Regions from separate parts of the Oryzias latipes genome. Here region 1 is linked to region 2. Evidence: chromatin contacts called from public Hi-C data. All regions are on one chromosome and are shown on one strand. The core of a region is the stretch at or near the end of the contact, and the rest is flanking DNA. Distances in the headings are between cores, read along the strand shown. Region 1 holds the start of chga (chromogranin-A). Region 2 holds the start of LOC101163294 (delta-like protein 4).

What was found. A called contact is a pair of places that touch in the nucleus more often than the background predicts.
Region 1: a contact with region 2 is called in a Hi-C map of embryo, with 2.3 times the contacts expected there. The contact joins the promoter of chga here to the promoter of LOC101163294 in region 2. A contact is called at or near these places in 2 of 5 Hi-C or Micro-C datasets (both in embryo).

Annotation. Positions count from the first base shown.
Region 1 is chr24:22,042,312-22,045,011 of ASM223467v1, reverse strand. chga (chromogranin-A) reads left to right here and starts at 1,265. Exons shown (of 8, transcript XM_023953204.1): 1 at 1,265-1,479; 2 at 1,553-1,602; 3 at 2,096-2,189. The coding sequence starts at 1,434.
Region 2 is chr24:21,884,177-21,886,876 of ASM223467v1, reverse strand. It overlaps LOC101163294 (delta-like protein 4), which reads right to left and starts at 1,269. Exons shown (of 11, transcript XM_004083989.4): 1 at 826-1,269; 2 at 415-675; 3 at 56-116. The coding sequence starts at 879.

The sequences.
Region 1 (2,700 bases), core at 16-2,515, 160 kb before region 2:
GATTATACATGACCAGAAGAATAGTCACAGCAATGAGAATACCAGGGGGCATTTACATTACAAAAGAAACACATGACAATTTATTGAGTATGTTCAAAGACAGACAATTTTCATAAATACCTATGGCTTTTTTGGTGCGTAAATGAGATTCTAATTCCTAAATTATTACAGGGGGAAAAGTTGTGATGAAGAAAATGTTGATTTGAGAAAATGAAACTTGCTAAATAATATTATTTGATTAATTATGTTTGATTTTGTGTTCTCATTATGTAGGCCAAATATGATATATTCAAATTTCATCTGAAATTGTGATTCACATTTGTGATTTATAAAACGTGTACATTCTTTCCAAAACTCTGATTGTTTGGGGGTGTTCTTCACAGAGAGGACAGTCGGGGTCAATTGTCTTATTATATCTTAGCATATATTGATTAGTGGATTAGATTCTATGTAGATGTTTGTTGGAGACATTGCTCATCTTGTTATTGATTAGTAACATCTGATGCAGAGTGAAAATATTTTTCCAGAACAAGTCAGGAATACATTTTTCCAACAGAAGACAGCAGAGGGAACAGAAATGACATTTTGCTGAAACAGGGCACGTATATTTTTGGTATTCTTTCTTCTTTTTAAAAAAAATAAACTTTATTGCACATGATGCTATTTTACAAAAATGTACATTCAAGTATGCAATCAGAACATAATTGCAAATATCAAACACACATAAAAAAACAAGAATAGAAATAGAAATAAGCCAGGGGGTCAAACTTTACGAGAAAATGTTGAATCTATCACATACAGACAATGTTCTGATTGCTTTTTGCTTCTTAGAATTACAAGTACTATTAATATACAGATGTACCTCAGAAAAGAATATTATGAAACAGGGTTTTCGACCAGAGAATTTACATTTGTGAATATATAATTTGGCCAAATGAAGAAGAGATTTAAAAAGTAAACTAGCGTCCATTTGTATATTCTTTGATCTTAGACTCAACTAGACATCTGTCCAGAATAAAACAAAACAAGAATCAAGTTAATTGTTACTGAAATCACAAATCTTCTGCCAAAACACTTTAACTTTAGGAAAATACCAGAAGAGATGGATGACTGTTTCAGGAGAATTGCAGCAAAAACTACAGAGTGTATCAATGTTTCATCTAAATCTATTTTGAATAAACATTTTGGCTGGGCAACGCGCCTTGACAACTACTAACATCAGCTCCCTGGTGATGACGCGGCCCTCTAAAAACGTCATTTCCGGCTTTGTGAGAGGCGCGGCAGCTTGGGGGCGTCGATGGACAGCAGGACGGGGCTGCGGCGCTGATGCTCTCCAGAAACCCCGAAGCTGGCGGATTGTTCTCAGAATGCGTCCATAACCATCGAGCTTCCATCAGAGAAGCGTGACGCGGTGAAGCAGCGCGCGTGCCATCATGTCGGGGAGGGGGCTGATCCTGCTGACTCTTCTGTCCGGCTGCGGTAAGACCGGCGGAAGTTTTGGACGGTCGGATTCAGCACCACGGACAGCAGCCTGTGTGTTCTTTCTCCGCAGTTCTGTCGCTGCCGCAGCCTTTGAGCCAGCTGCACCATGAGGACGTGGAGGTGAGTTCCTGCGGCTCCTATCAAACATCTAAATGTAACGAAGCATCTGTCCACCAATGCCACCGTCAACGCAGCTTCCTCTGCTCTGGATCCACTACTGAGGAAGATGAATGGCCAAAGAGACATGGAGGAGATGCTCACGGAGACATGAAGAGGGTTCAAAAATAATCCAGATTGTGAATAATGGATGTAATCATCTGAGGGCTTAAACCTAAATGAATCTATTCCAGAGGAAACTTGAGCATTTTCCATATTGTGTGAAGTTGTTTTTGTCAGTTTAGCTGCAGCTAAGGAAAGCTGACACATGCATAGAAGAATGTTACATAACACGCAGAAGGGACAAACATTTGCTCTTTGCCTTATAAAGACATCTCTTTCTTTACAATCAGATTGCTTTTTTCATGCTGCCTAAGTTCCATTTCCTTCAGGACCAATGCAGCAGGAGCTTTGACTCAGCACGGAACCATCACTGTCTTCCTCTGTGTGTCCACAGCTGATGAGGTGCATCGTGGAGGCGTTGGCAGACGTGCTCTCCAAGCCGCGTGCAGTCCCTGTCAGTCAGGAGTGTTTGGTCAGACTGAAGACAGGTGAGCCTGAAACACCTGGACAGCGTCGACACTGCAGTCAGTGAAATGACAAGACCAACAGACAGGCTTAGAACAGAAATGAATGTAATAAGACACTACAAGGAGCCGCATTTCCAGAAGAAAGAGCAGGGTTGGATGCTGTATTGCTGAATGAAAATGAGATTTAAAGGCTAATAATTGGCACAAAAAAAGTTGACCATACATAAAGTGAAAGCAGTACAATAACAAAAAAAGTTATGTTTGGGAAAAATGCCAGAGAACCAGCGACCTCATACACCAAGGAATCCCCATGTATTTCAATGGAGGCAAACATCCTGGAATATTTTGAAAAGTTCAAGGATTTGAAGGACCAAAAGTCTCAGCTGCAAAAAGCTGAAAGAGCTGAACATTTGAATAGTTGAAAAGTTGAAATAGCTGAAAAATTGTAGGAGTTAAGCAGCAAAAATGGAGGAAGATTCTAGAATAACAGAACAGGAACATAATGAGTTGAAGGCTTTATAGAATTCTACCA
Region 2 (2,700 bases), core at 20-2,519:
CCCTCCCCCCCACACACACACAGCTCCCTCCTGTGGCGGGAAGGGTTGCTCTTACCTGCAGGGCGCTTGTTTCCATAGGATGAATGCCAGGCCTCAATGATTAATGAAAACGATCCCTGCAGACAGATGATCACACACAATGAATGTTGGGACATTTCCCACAATGCACTAAACACGGTTTCCTTTGATGGACTTAGATCGATTGCTGCTTCAGTTTGAGTGTCAGGGACATCCACGGCGCGTGGAATCTGAAGTGATAAATCTGTTTGTCACCTGAGCATTACCTAATGACAGGGATTAGATGAGCTCAACCACAACAACAACCGCTGTGCTGGCCGAGAGCAAGCCACCCGCGCGCGGCTGCTGCCAGCACACAGAGAAGCGCGCGTGTCGTGTGGAGCTCCACGCCCTTACCGGCCATCCGAACTTGAAGGGGATCTGGATGGGTCCCGGTAAAGTCCCGGTGTCTTTGGCTTGGAAAGAGTTTGCCCCGAGCACGGGCGTGACTGTGCTTCCAAAGATGCAGTCACCTGGTGAGATGACAGTCTGATAGTTCTTCAAGCAAACCCGAAAATAAGTCCTGCAGCTGGGAGCGCACGCGCGTCCATCTGACAGCAATCCTTGGTGGTTTTGAAATTCGTGGAGATGAAGCTCAAAGATTCCAGATCCAGAGACCTAAAACAGGGACATAGGATTTAAGATAGACTTGTATCTTAAAGGGACTTGAGTAAAGAAAATAAAAAGAAATAAAAGAACCTTGGCTCTTCGACTTGTTTTAGCCAAAGCTCTGAAGACCACCGTGGAGATGAAGACCTTCCTTCATACCTGTGATATCAACGCAGTGCTGACTGCGATGGTGAAGGTGAACCAAGCTGCCATCCTTCTTGTTTCTCCAGGGCAGCCAGTGAGACACAAACCCTCTGATTCTGGAGGATTTCCACCGAAGGAAGCAAACAGGAGACGTCTCTGGCCGGGGGGGTGGGAGTGGGTAGGGGGTCCTATAAATCCTCTGCTCTGAGGTCCCCCAGCAGCCCTGCGCTGCGGTGCGTCACAGGCGACCACTTCAGAGGAACCCCAAAGTTACCTACAGACGGGGGGACCAGGATCCAGAGCTGTGCGTCCTTCAGTCCGCGTGCGTCCTCCTCTCTCATCGCACAGTACTCCACAGCCGAGCGCGCGCGGCTAAAGGCTCGTGTCGCCGCTAAACTCGGTGCGTCAGAGCGCAGCGCACGCTCATCTTTCTTCTGGTTACAACTGAATGAACAGACGCGTGTCTCCTCCCACATATATACAACACCACTGCGCTCATTACACGAACTGTCAATCATTCGGCTGACCCCGCCCACTTCACATGTCCCATCATCCCCAAAAGAATCCAGATTAACCAGCCAACAACTGACCACCACCAAGAAGGAAAGTGTCAGTGTTCTTCTTCCTATGACGTTTCCCTGATGGATTACTCAGAAACTAAAGAGAAATATGAGTCAATACTTTGCGTGGAAGTACTTTGTGAAATGATAAATGGTACTATAACTAGTACTATAAAGGAATTGACAGAACAAGTTTTCTTTGAGTCAAAGTCTATCTGAAGTCAATATAAATCAATTCATATTTTGCATGGTTATAGCCTATTCTATGAAGTACTAAGTATTGTAAAGTACTGTACTATTGTGCATTACTGTAGTACTGTAGTGAAACGGTGATCTACTGATTGGAGTGACACTTCATAATTTGGAAAAGCGATCTTTTGTGTTTTTATGATCCATTTAATCAGTAAATATTTCTAAATGTGCACATGAACGGATGTTTTCTTTTGTTTTGCTTTGTATTTGCACAACTATAATAGCATTTCTGAGTAGCTGTAACATCACAGTGGCTCACTAGACCACAGCACCGCCACCGGACGGAGCACAAACAGTGACATCGAACGTGTCAGGAGCACGTCCAACTGTTTTCATGGTTTTTCAGTGCAGAGCGATGCGCCCACTTTTTCTAAAATGAGGCTCCAGCAGGAAGAAAACCTCTGGACATGAAACCACATGGGTGGTGAGTTTTAAAAGCACCAACAGCATCAGATACAGGCAACGTAACAACCAGCCTTCAAACGTGCCTCATCTTGTGCTGCTGCTCAGCCTACAGCTGACTTTCTGCTTACGTGTTTAGTCTGGTTGGTGGCGCTTGGCTTTTTTCCTCAGTTCATGCTTTGTTATGACTAAAAAGAAGCTGCCTCCTCTTGTTGCTGCGTGTGTCACGCTCTCCCTCATGGGGGTGTGAAACATAAACACAGATACTCAGCTGTGTGTGAACCAGCCTTGCCATCCTGCTTTCAGATCCAGTCAAACTGGGCTGAGCTTAATGTCTCTTAAATGTTACATATCGTGTATGAAGCAATTATACCCCCACCCCATCACCGTCTACTCTCAGGGTCTCTCATATCCATCCGCTCAATGTTGAGAGTCCAGCAGGGAGACACTGTCTTCCATTTTTAGAGTCTTTAGTATGACCTGACCATGGATTTGAATCAACGGCTTCAGTCTCAGGGCAGACACTCTACCACAGCCTCCTACCCCCTCAATGGTGAACATCCAGGGAAGGGATGAGTGGACCCTTACAAGCACAATATCAGCAGCAAACTGGACCGGTCCATCAGCACCAGCGGACAGCACAACAGGTGTTGTCCCAACCTTTTGCAAAGAGGGT